3 separate regions of the Mus musculus genome follow, and all the other regions are linked to region 1. A link is a contact called in public HiChIP or PLAC-seq data. All regions are on one chromosome and are shown on one strand. Each heading gives the region's core, a stretch centred on a gene start, on an enhancer-like site or on the middle of the called end of the contact. The rest is flanking DNA. Distances are from core to core; before and after follow the strand shown.

The links. HiChIP or PLAC-seq counts read pairs in DNA pulled down with a chosen protein or histone mark.
Region 2: an H3K4me3 HiChIP or PLAC-seq map of the SCID.adh cell line shows a contact between it and region 1, with 13 read pairs. The contact joins the enhancer-like site here to the promoter of Cep350 in region 1. A contact is called at or near these places in 8 of 39 promoter capture datasets (the 3T3-L1 cell line, the C10 cell line, embryonic stem cells and 4 more), 4 of 115 datasets of contacts at active chromatin or transcription factors (the HPC-7 cell line, the SCID.adh cell line, embryonic stem cells and 1 more) and 3 of 9 other capture datasets (adipose tissue, liver and pancreatic islet).
Region 3: a contact with region 1 is called in an HNF4G HiChIP or PLAC-seq map of pancreatic cancer cells. The contact joins the promoter of Lhx4 here to the promoter of Cep350 in region 1. A contact is called at or near these places in 2 of 39 promoter capture datasets (embryonic stem cells and stem cell-derived epiblast-like cells), 2 of 484 Hi-C or Micro-C datasets (embryonic stem cells and nephron progenitors), 3 of 115 datasets of contacts at active chromatin or transcription factors (embryonic stem cells and pancreatic cancer cells) and 1 of 9 other capture datasets (adipose tissue).

Annotation. Positions count from the first base shown.
Region 1 is chr1:155,971,044-155,974,938 of GRCm38.p6, forward strand. Cep350 (centrosomal protein 350) reads right to left here and starts at 2,212. Exons shown (of 38, transcript NM_001039184.1): 1 at 1,806-2,212.
Region 2 is chr1:155,779,993-155,784,060 of GRCm38.p6, forward strand. Qsox1 (quiescin Q6 sulfhydryl oxidase 1) reads right to left here. Exons shown (of 12, transcript NM_001024945.1): 9 at 3,411-3,533; 10 at 2,533-2,680; 11 at 1,283-1,462. Among named protein-coding and RNA genes, the nearest start is that of Qsox1, 31 kb to the right of the region's middle. Within about 2 kb of position 2,064, at least 37 of the 459 cell types and tissues checked have an H3K27ac peak or open chromatin away from gene starts, as enhancers often do. A contact at or near this core is called in the SCID.adh cell line and memory CD8 T cells, where this site is marked.
Region 3 is chr1:155,739,889-155,744,283 of GRCm38.p6, forward strand. It overlaps Lhx4 (LIM homeobox protein 4), which reads right to left and starts at 2,139. Exons shown (of 6, transcript NM_010712.2): 1 at 1,914-2,139. The coding sequence starts at 1,989.

The sequences.
Region 1 (3,895 bases), core at 962-3,461:
AAAGGAAGAATGTATTTTTAAAAATATCTTGAAATAATAACAAATAGCAAAAGTATCTAAGGCTAATATTTAATTTAAAATGTAGCTAATTCTAGAACATCTGCAGAATAAAAACAGCACACATAAATTAATGGCTTTGTATGTTCATTTCCACAACTACAAAATAAAGATCTGAGTCCCCTTTGCTCACAAGAGTACACAAAGACTAATTCATGGAAGTACACTCGTCCCCCCACCCTCGCCCCCAAAAAGTCAGTTATTTCGTAAAACTTCTCTTTTGCCCTCATTATAAATTATAGCAGTTTAACAAACTAAAGTGGTTACATAAGGACTTCACTTCCTTTCTTGTTGCCTCTATATAGTGTGTTAAAAATGGATTTTAAAAAATGACAATCAGAAGAAAAAAATTTTAAAACTTTAATTCATAAATGTATTAACACCATAAAAGGTTGATTCTATAGTATTGATGGTCTTAAAATAATACTATACACCAATACATGTCAGAAAAAAGTCTTTCATATTTATACAAAATTGTTTACAAACATTACTATCACTATAAGCACAAAGTTCTGCTATGAAAAGACAAGATACATATTTGTCTACATATACAATGTATTCTGGCATGACCTTCATATTCTGATTAAGGTGTACTAAGTTGAATGCAGTAACAGTTCAGATTTGTTGCATTTAATAGTTTGTCAATTTAGCATACAAAACCTCTTACACTTTCATGGGCTTGCAATAACTTCTAGTACAGGTCTAGGAGTCTCCCAAAGTCACAATCCCAAGTTATTAGCAGCACGCTGCCTTTTTAAAAAGCAGTATTTTAAATTAAGAAAGTTTTTAAATGGAGAGCAGTTTGTAGTATTTCATTATTGCCTCTTCAAAAATTCCCAGGTGCTAATAGTAGGTTGGTCTAGGATGGACTGTCCATTTAAATCTTTAAAATACAAGCGAAGGGAGCAGGTTAACATGGCAACACTAACGACTTCTCCAATTTCAAAACAAGAAACACCAGCAAAACAATTAAGTAGAGTACATGGATACCGACCACTATTCCTAAGGGCCTATTTTTTCCCCCCAAATGAAACATTTGTTACAACATCAAAAAATCCATTTAAAAAAAAATCTATACCTATTTGCAAGTTCCGAACTTGAAAACTAAAACCCTGGCAAATTTCTGCCTGTATCTGTGACATTAACTAAATATGATTTAGCATATTAGTCTGAATTTAAAAGAGGGGGGAGGGGAGGGAAAGTGACAACTTCCAACGTGTAAGGCTTGTTAAATGTCACCCCCTCTCCACCCAATCATGTGTGAATAAGCCGGTGGACTCCATTCAACAACTGCTGCTGGACTGGAGGTGATCAAAGTTTTCCCCATACTGCACTTTGAGAATATTACACCCAGGAAAAGGAACAGAAACTGTTCCTGACACTGGAGCTAGTGCCCCGGAATTTCCCAAAATATGCTCGATCTCCAAACGAAGAAGGGACACTTCGGAGACCAAAGGTGAGAGGTGGCTTAACTCTATGCAGACAAGAGGAGGGGCGAGGGTGCTGAGGGCGACACTGGCAGGTAAGCAAAGAAATCTTGTCTTCCGTGGGCACCAGTAGGTCCGGGAGCCCAGGTCTCAGGATGACCCTCCAGGAAAAGTCTCGGGACCCAAGGAGGGTCCCCGGGGGGGACGTCAGGCAGTGCCAGGGGGGCCCCGCCCCGCCTCTCTGGCCACCTCGGGGACCTGGGACCGCGGACAGAGACATCCGAGGCGGAGCAGGCTCCGCCAGGTCTCCCCGCAGCTCACCTGAGAGTGTCGCCTCCGCCCTCGGCTCCCACGGTGCATCCCGCGGGGCCTGGCGGAGGGTGCAGTGACGCCGCCCCGACCGGCCCCAGGGCTGCCCGGCCTGGCCTCCCCGCTCCGGGGACGCACCGGGTGCCCGCCTCGCCCCGGCTCCCGGGATCCGCCGGGCGGCAGGCAAGGAAGGAGAGGCGCAGAGGCGGCCTTCCTCTGCCCCGCCGCGAGCCCCCTCCCGAGCTGCGGCTCTCCGCAGTCCTCTCAGGCGCAGGTCCGGCCCCGCTCCCCCGCCCCGGGAGTCACTTCGGCAGCGGCGGCCCAGTCGCCATTACAGCTCAACAACTGACACGGAGGAGGAGCGGCGCCGGCGGCAGTGGCGGTGGCGGCGGCGCGAGGCAGGGCGGGAGCAGTCAGGGAGGGAGAGGGCGGGGGGGGGGGGAGAGAGACTCGCCAAACCTCGCGAGAACTGTCCGGAGACGGTTCCGCAGGAATGCAACCCTGGGTGAAGGCCAGCCATGTTGAGTGTGGCCGACGGAGGAGCGCGATCGGACCCGAGGCTAGAGGATGCGGGGAAGCCATCTTTGGTGTGGCGCTTTGGGAGCTCGGCGGGACTCGGGAGGAGCCAGAGTCTATCCGCAGAGGAGACCACCCCCTTCCCTTTGACGCTAATTGGGCCTTCTGGCTGAGCGGGTCACCCCCGAGCCAAAACACGCTGAGGACTTGACAAGGGTGACCCAGGGATCCGGGACCCGGCAGACGATTCAGAAGGAATCGTCACTCTAGGCGGATCGGAGTAACCGCAGCTTTGCGGCTGCTCGCTGCTGTCACTGCGGCCCTCTCATTGGCCAGGGGTTTACAGTTCTGTTCAGCACGCACACTGATGGCTTAAGCTCTTTCCAAAACAAGCAAAAACTACGTTTCCTTTCCCTTCGGTGTTGTGGTTTGAGAAGCCCTCTGGGGTCAACATATTTTCTCTTAGCTTTGTCTTTGTCACCAGCCTCCGCTTGGTGAATTTTATCGTCTGTCAAGACTGTAAAGGACAGCTTTTCTGCGAATAATGCCTGACACCTTCCGCTAGGTGCTCACTGCAGCTAAGCTCTCCACCTTCTGGGCTCCGATAGTTACTTTGCCTCGAAATTATTTCTCATCTAAAGTACCATGGGTGTCTTAAAGTCTCCTTTTTCTATGTATACCCAGTAGGGCCTGGCACAGTAACTACAACACTGTAGATGTTCAATAAATGTTCGCTACCTTGACCATATCAATAAAAGCAGACGACAATAACTGATCCTCCCCATAAGACAGCCGCGCCTCAGCAGGAACTACGTGAATGTACAAAAGTCCTGCACATATGTCAATGTATACACCCTCCCTGAGAACAGCACTTCAGCAAAGAATGAGAGTTGTGGAGATCCCGAGTACGCAAGCAGTAGCAAGAAAAAGATTTGAAAGGTGGAACTGCGGCAGGGAAATGGATTAGCAGGTAAAGGGAATTGCCACCACGCCTGGCGATCTTAGTTTGATCCCCGGACCCAGAATGGTGGACCAAGAGAGCAGATTCCTCTAAGGTGTCCTCTGATCTGCATTGCGTGCAGGTGCATGAGAAGACATGTATGATTACATACATACATACATACATACATGTAATAAAAAGAAAAGTGAAATTTACCTTTTCTCCAGCCTAGTTATTTTAAAGAACGTATCCAATCCCCTTATTGAGTTATGATTACTTTTTAATAGTGGGTTCTGAAACACTATCTGCCCAATATTATAGCACCAATCAATGGGAAATAATCTCCTTTACTCTAAAGCTAACATAGTTTCCCACCTCCTACGTTACCTCGTGATCAACAGAAAGGCAATGAGGTTTTTGTTATGGTGTCAGCATTGCTCTCTGCTATCAGCCTGAACTCCTGTTTTCATCAAATTTCCAGCATTGGTTCTCAACTGCGCTCTCTCTCTCTCTCTCTCTCTCTCTCACTCTCTCTCTCTCTCTCTCTCTCTCTCTCTCTCTCTCTCTCTCTCTCAGAAGATCCTGCAGGTTGGCATGGAACTCACAGTCTTCCTGAGTGCTAGGATCACAGACCTGCACCACCATG
Region 2 (4,068 bases), core at 814-3,313, 190 kb before region 1:
GTTAGCTATAGCATCCACTCTGCCTGGAGTACACTCAGTGAGCTATAGCATCCACTCTGCCTGGAGCTCAGGTTTCTTTTGTTCACAACACCAGCTTTTTCATCTGCAAAAAAAGGCTCACCAAGCCTTTAAAAGGATGGGAGGTGAGAGATACAGAGAAAGAAAACAAAAGCAAAAATAAACCAAGATTAAAAACCCAAAAACAAAAGGAGCAGGTAGCCAGGCTCAGTGGTGCAGGTCTGTAATCCCTGCCTCTCAGGATGCGGTAGAAGGATTGAATGTTCAGGACCAGTCTGGATGCCTCTGTCTCAAAAGAAGGCAGAGGAAAATTTGGGGAAATAGCTCAGTAGTAGAGTGTCTACCTAGCTTGAGCTAGGCCCAAGGTTCCATTCCAAGCACCACTACAAACCCAAACAAGCCCTGGACAAACTGGCACAGTTCTGGCCTACAGGGTGACCTGGCCACTGCGGCATTTGGTGGCAGAGGTGAGGTAAGGACAGGGGAAGAGGCTGGCAGAGAAGGTAGGCATATGTCTTTTTTTTTAAATATTTATTTATTTTATGCATATGAGTACACTGTAGCTGTCTTCAGACACACCAGAAGAGGGCATTCGATCCCATTACAGACGGTTGTGAGCCACCGTGTGGTTGCTGGGATTTAAACTCAGGACCTTCGGAAGAGCAGTCAGTGCTCTTAACTGCTGAGCGATCTCTCCAGCCTATATGTCTTCTTTTTAAAAGCCACTAGGAGACTCCAGGACAGGGAACCAAGTGCTGGCTTACAGTACCAGCGGCTCCACCCAACTCCTACCCTAGGAGGGCTGCCTGGGAGGTATACACTACTCCCCAGATGTGTAGCATCCAGTCTAGAGAAGGCTCCCTCCCAGGCTCTGTGTAGGAACTACCATGCTCCCACTTGCACGGAAAGGCAAACAATGTAAGTAACTACTTACATTGGGGAGGCTCCCCACTCCCCAGCCCACTCTGGTAAGAACTTTCTCTGGGTATGGAAAACCCATGCTCTTTTCCCTGTTAGTCTGATAAGAGGCATATAGAGGGACCGCAGAGCGGAGGAGCAGGAGAGAGGGGTCCTGGGACCAGCAGGGGAAGGAACACTAGCACTGAGCACCAGGGTCATTCAGTGTCCCCATCTGCTTCCTCTGCACATGGGGCCAATGAGACTGGACTGGCAGATATGTGTAAGAAGCATAGAGTGCCACTGAAAATGACAGCCAGTATGGCCCCCATTGCCACCTCCAGCCTTGGAAGTAAGCCCTCCTTACCTGAGAGGCGAGCGTTAACCCTGTTGTGGCTAGTCCAGAGCCAAAGAATCGCATTACTGGGACTTCTCACTTGGTGCATGGACGCTGCAGCCATCTGCTCAAAATGGTCCGCACAGTCACGACAGCCAAAGAAGAACTGAACATAGCTCCTCATGGCTTGGAGGACCTCCTGGCCATCAGCTGCAGGGAAAAGGAGACACCACAGAAAGGCTCTTCACACTGCCAGCCTCTGCTGTCTCCATCAGGGTTCCCCACAGGCTGCCCCACCCTCCTCAACTCTGCTGTGGTCCCCAGCAAAGTGCCTCACGTTCCAGCCTATGACACAGGCCTAATACTCCCTTGCCTACTTCTACCCTTTCGGGGGTCACCACAGAGATGGTCCCATTTCCTCCCAAACTCCTAAACTTCAGTTCCCCCTCTCCTCTTCAGTGGGACGTTCAGGCTCTGTGGCATGACTAGACAGGTGACAGAAGCAGGTCACTCATCCCAGCCTCCATCCTCCTCCTCCACCTGCCTGCTTCAGCTCCCACTCAACTTGCTCTCTGGCGAGCCTCACCTCTCTGGGACCCTCTTAGAAGTCTATCCTCCTCTGGTCTAAATAGCTTCTAGTCTGCCTCTATGTCCCTCCTTATTCTCACTCTGACTCCCCCATATAGGCTGGTACTAGCAAGGGTCTCTGTCGACTCCCACACTTTTTCTTGAACTGAAACCAGACTCTCCTGAAGGTCACCCACCCACACTTTCTATGTTTTTTTTCTCTTCCTGTACCTCAGATACCTTGGGGCTCACTTCCTGTTGCTTCTACACATTCCTTCCTCTGCAGAGCTCCAACGCTGTAGAAAGTAACCTCCCTCTATCCCCCAGGACCTCGTAGGAGTGCTCTCTCTCTCTCTCTCTCTCTCCCTCTCCCTCTCTCTCCCTCCCCCCCCCTCTCTCTCTCCCATCTCTCTCTGTGTGTCTGTGTGTGTGTGTGTCTGTCTCTGCTTTGCAACATCAGTGTCTGTACCACTGTGCCCCCTCCTGCTCCATCTCCCCCACCCCCACTCCAGGTCTAACTGCCCCACATCATGGCTCTGTCAGCTCTGCCTCCCTCTTCTCAGCATCTCCAGAACTGTATTCCTGCAAACACTTCCTTTTCTTTCTGCCTCCCACTAATACAGGATCAGTCTAGCTGACTCCCATGGGGGACAGACAGATGTGACAGACAGACAGATTTGAGGCAGAGTGCAGTGAGCAGGCCCTGGACTCACCTGGTTCCTGTGGGTGGGCCTCACTATATCGGTTTGCCTGCACCGTCAGGAAGTGGAAGAGGACCCACAGTGAGCAGGGAAACCCCCGGAAGTGTGGCTCACTGCCCTGGCAGCCGACCCAGTTCACCTTCTCAGTAAGGACAGCATCCTAGAAGGGACACACATGAGCATGAGTGCACAAGCAGACAAGAGAAGGGGTGGAAACGGGGATGACAAGAGAAGCTTCCAGGAGCCCACAGCACCACAGCCATCTTCTTGGCCAGAAGATTAGCAGATCTGAGAACTCATGGCATAGACCAAGTTCTATCGAGGTCCCTGGAACCTTGACTCCTTATAAACTCACATGGGTCTGTATGTCCACTGGGTATGGCTTGTTTCTGCAGACAGCAGAAAGAACAGGTGCTCTGCTGGGGGCCATGCTGGGGAAGCAGGCAAGAGTTAAGAACTCTGGTGTCTTAGATAAATGTGGTGGCTCATGCCTATCATCTTCACATTTGGGGAGCTGATGCAGGAGGATTGCTGAGTTTCAAGGTCAGTAGCCTTATATACAGAGTAAGGCCCTATCTCAAAAATAAGTCTCCACTGCCTCATCCCTCAGAGGTGTTAGCTCTGTTCACTGACAGGTCCTTACAGGGTCTTAGGCTAGAACCGTTATGTAATCTCCTAAACTTGCTTTCTTCATCTGCTAAGTGAAAATTCTGATGTATGAGGATTCGATGAGATATTCCATAGGACCCAACGAAGCAGCTTATTAGTGATAAATGGAATCACTTAATGCAAACCTCTGGATAACGTCACCAAGTGTTGAGGCATTAAGTCCTCCCAGTCCCAGACATGTCGAGGCATTGATAGGGCCTTCACTTGCCTGCTGGACTCACCTCCTTCCTGCTGTCCAGAGCAGCTTTGAAGAAACTGTAGGGGATCCTCTTCTTCTGCTGCTTCTGAAGCCAGTCGTTTATGGAATGCAAGAAGTTCTGGACCAAAGGCTGCCCAGGGAAGTACTGTAGGGAGGAGCAAGTGGCGATTGGAGAGTAAGAAACAATTCTATAGAGTTTTACGTTGTAACAAAAACCATCAGACACAAATGTGAATTCATATACTCTATTCTGGACAGAGGAGAAGAAACTCTATGTAGCCTAGGCCCTGTGGGTCTCTCCTATCAAGGCTCAGGCTACAACGCTGACCTAACCACATGAAACCACTCAGAGAAAGTTCCAAGCACCACACCACTCCCCAGGACTGCCTTGAACACTGGGCACAAATCTCTTCAGGCAGTCTTCTGACGCAGCAACTGATGGCCCAGCCGGACTTATGTGGAGTAGGCAAGGGGCTACGCGTCAGGTAATTGAGGAAAACTGCAGCTGTATCTTGGCAGCTGCTCTCTGATGCCCAGAATCCCTTTATCACCCAGCCTCCTGGGAGCAGTGGTTGGGTTCTTCGGAAACAGACACCAGGACCCCCTCCCCACGACAAACATCCTGCTAAGCCAGGAAGGAAAAACTGCAGGGACGTCTCAAGCCATAAGATGGAAGAAAG
Region 3 (4,395 bases), core at 889-3,388, 230 kb before region 1:
CTGATGCCCTTTCTTGGTTGGCTTTGCCCTTGGGAACCACTCGAGTAAGTGGGCTCTCTCTTTCCCTCCCTCCCTCAAACCCTCCCTCACTCCTTTTCTCCCTCTCTGCCCAGAGTTTTCTTCGCCTCCTTAAGTTTTCTGCAGTATGGGTCCAGACTCAGCCTTTGGAGACATGTATGAAGCTAAAATGATTTCCATGTCTTTTTAGCAAAGCGAGTTCCTGACATTCAGTATCCCTGAGCAAAAGACACAAAAATCAAGACAATGTGAATTTTGTATATGACAAAAAAAAAAAAAAAGTACCGTCAGAGGAGAGTCCAGAATCCGGACAGGACATCTGTGGAGGAAGTCATTAGAATACAGGTACTTAAGGAGGATTGAGTCAGACCCCCACATCCTTTATCCATTCACAGACCGCCCTTATGAGTGCAGCATAGCTACAAGTAGTTTAAGAACGTGGGTACCTTAGAAAGGGTTTGCTTTTCTGTTTGTTTAGGAGATGAGAATCAACAAGCTGTTGGAAGCAATTACCAACACTGCTTACAGAATACGCTGACAGTCAATTCTCCAAGGCGCAGCGAACTTTGCAACTGTTCGCCAACAGGCGACACAAGAACTGTAGGCTACAGCGGAGGAACAATCTAAAACAGGCTCAAATGAAGCTATCTCTTCCATTTTTCTCTCAAAAACTTTACAATAAATCTCAAGACATTGGCTGGACAGCCCGCCCTGAGATTTGTGTTACAGAACCCCTGCGATGGAGAGGCAGGGCGCAGGAGGGCGCGCTGCTGCGCCGGGGATCGTAGGTAGTCTCCATCCCTGGGTGAGCCTGCTCTTACTTACAATAAACTCCTACCGCATCACTAAAGCAGTCGTAAGCGGAAGTGTAGTCTCTTGGCAAGCCCATCGAGGGAACCCTTCATCTCTCTAGGGTACCCAGGGGCACCTAGCCCAGTGCAGCCGTTTGTAAACCCAGACTTAACCAGGAGCCCGCAAGCGCGCGCTAAGCCTGAGAACCTGTTCGGGTCTCTGCACAGATTGCTTCTATCTGTTCAGGAGTCGGAAACACAGACAGATTCCCACCCGGAAAATCTCTGCCGTGTGTGCACATCCGTACAAACCAGAAACCTGGGGTGAGAGACCTGCCGTAACTAATTGCAGGCTCTGGAAGAAATTGAGAGAGCTAGCAAAGTGCCCACACGTCTGAGTCTCTCTCCCTCTTCCAGCCCCGCGCCACTAAGATTGCCTACCCTCGCCTAAGCAAAGGCTGCACGCACAACTTCGTTCCAGAGCTTCTCGCCGCTGCATTCCTCGGCTAGCTGGAATGTGGCGAGTGCATTCGCTCACCCGGAGCAGTCTGCTGGCGGCAACACAGGCGGCGGGTGCCCCGGGCAGCAGTGACTGGGGACTCAATCAAGTGCTCGAACTGCCGAAACCAAGAGTGTGACAGGGGGCTTCTGTACAGCCCTGCGACCCGGGACGCGCTCTCCAACTTCCCGCCAGCTGGGGTAAAGTTGTACCAGCGGTTCTGCGAGCTTTGGCCATTGCCGCGAAAGGTAATCAATTGGGGGACCACTTTTGCCCTCGGGCCTGGCCTGTAGCTGGAAACCTCTGTTGTCCCCAAACAGCATCCTCCCTAGGGTTCTCATAAAAGCGACGGCCCAAAGATGCTACTTTCTATACCCTTGGGCCCTCCACGAACAGTATCCCGGAATCTTTCGAATTCGATCCCAAATTGCCAAGAGTCAAGCCCTTCAAACACTGACTGGTAGTACCCCAGCTCTGTGACCGCCTCTGCACCCCGACCCCTCCCGGTCAGTGCCTTGAACGGCGCGTCCGGCCTCCCCGCACCCGCTGAGGCTGTTAGCTGTCTTGTTATCAAATTAAATTAGCGAGAAAGGAGGGTGTCTTACGTTGCATCGGCACACCGAGCATCTCCGGGAGCCCCTTGACAGCCCCCTCCGCGGGGACAGCCGCGCTCTGCATCATCTTGGAGCCAGAGGCAGCAAGTCGCAGTCTACCGAGATCTCTCGCTCTCTCCCTCTGGCTGGATTCGGAAATTTGAAAATAATAATAATAAAACCAACCAGGCCGCTGAAGTCACAGAGGAAACCGAGCCCTCCGCGTCTCCGGGAGGACTCCACAAGCTGGCTGGCCCCCTCCCCCGCCAGTCCTCAGGCTGTTTCAAATCCCTTTGATCTCGCTCTCCCGGGCTGGTGCACATCCCGGGTTGAGGAGACACTGTTGCTGCAGCTCTGGCTCCCCCCCTTCCCTTCCCCGCCCTCCTCTCCCCCTCCCCCTCCACCCTTCGCGTGCCGGCTGCCCTGGAGGCCGCGGTCACCCAGGCATTTTGATTCATTCACACTGCAGGAGCGGCCGTGACGTCGCTTTCCGCAGGGAAGCCCGCCCTCCAGCTAGTGCTGCCAACCGGGCAGCCCGCTGCAGACCCCCGGCTAGCCAGAGTAGGGGGCGAGAAGTAGGGGGGGTTCGGTAGCCCCGAATCTGGTCGGAGGTGCGGGAGGGCGGGGCCGCCTGATAGGGGGCGGGGCCTGCAGCCCCTCCCCCACCCTGCCGTGCGGGCTCGCGCCCCGGTATAAATACTGCGGCGGGCTGGGCCGCGGCAGCAGGTGGTCCCGGAGCGCAGGGACCACGCAGAGCTGGTTTCTGCCAGCTTTGGGGATTCCCCGCTCGCCCCCAGCATCGGTCCTCTAGGATCAAGGAGGGGGCGCGGTGGGCCAGGACCCAGCGGACCCTGGGTTGGCGCTCCGAGTTCAGAGCTTCTCCAGCCCACGGAGCGTGTTCTGTAACTGGATGATTCCATCCATCCTCCACTTGTTTTTTTTTTTTTTTTCCTGGCCAGTTCCTTTCCGGCCGGTACTAACCAGACCCTACTCTCTCTCCCCCGCGTCTGGCTGAGGCAGGGCCAGGGACAGCTCGTACTCGGCCGGGAACGCGCGAGTCACGCAGTGGGCCGCCACGGAGCCGGATGGAGGCAGGCGGCCTGGGCCGCGCACGAAGGTGGCCGGGCGCGGGTCTTCGTGCGCGCCCACACTCGCCTCGGCCTTCCGCCACAGTCGGCACTCTCACCACCCGAGGTCCAGTCCTAGTCCCACGCCTCCCAGCCGCCCGCCCTCCCAACTGGGTCTCCAGCCGGCGTCCACCCAGATCCGCCCTCTCTGGCTCCTGGAGACTGCTCGGCCGAACCGGCTGCCACTGCGGGCACTTTGAACGATCCCTGGCCGCGTGTGTACTGGGCGGAGGCGTGCACCGGGCCCCCGGGGCTGACCAGCAAAGGGCGTGCATTGCTGTTGTGTTTAACACACACACAGAGACTCACACACAGACACAAACGCGCGCGTAGAAAACTCATTCTTCCCATTCTCATTCCTGGAGGCAATAAAGCAAAGATCAATGCTGGGACGAAGTCGCTAGCACTTTTTCAAACACTCGACGCCTCCTGACCACCGGCTCTAGAAACCTACCGGGTCAGCCCTGGGCCCAGCCACAGCCACCTCGGACACTACCATTCCTAATTTAATTGCCGACTTCAAGTCAGATGGGTCTTTACAACCAAATGGGACCCTGCGCTGAGAAGTTTTGTTTTTGTTTTTACTCCTGGTGTTTTAGGGTTGGTGATGGAGGAGGATGGACAGTAAGAGGGGTGGCTGTGTGTGCTACTTAGGATCTGTGTCCAATGAGGTCACAGCAATTTCTATGGGTCCTAGCACTAACGAGGGTCCTGTCTTGCTGTTTACTGAGCTGTCTACACAAATTGAGAAAATACGGTGGAAATGCTAATTTCATTAGCAACCAAACACACAAGAAAAAAACCAACCAAACAAACCAGTGTAGCCCCAACCGTTTGTTTATTGGTTTGTTCCTACAACCTGGGAGGAAATAGGATTTCAGTTGGTAAGGATGTTTATAAATGGTTCTCTCTCAGGCATTGCTGTTGTCTTTATAAACTCTTAATATCCATTTGGGAAGATATTTGAGGAAATTTATCCAAACCATAAAATTTTCCTATATTTTAGTTCATGTAATTCCATTTTGAGTGTTCAATACACACAAAAGTAACCTAGAATATTTTTTAAAGATTCATGCATGAAGATCTTTATTACAGCACTATAATCTGGAGGGAAGTTTTACCTAAATACCCAACAAAAGAAAGTGGTTTGAAGAAGCATATTAGATTTGCTAGGTATTATCTTAAATAATCACTGACTCGGATTATAAGGTCTAGCAACATAGTAATGCTGTGACAACCAATAAAAATTATTAGCTAATTAGAAAAGCAGGGATAATACCCATTGTTCATTTGGGTGTGAAGAAAACAGGACAATTCATAGTGAGAATATAAATGTCTTCTAAGGGCATTTTGACAATAGTTTGTCT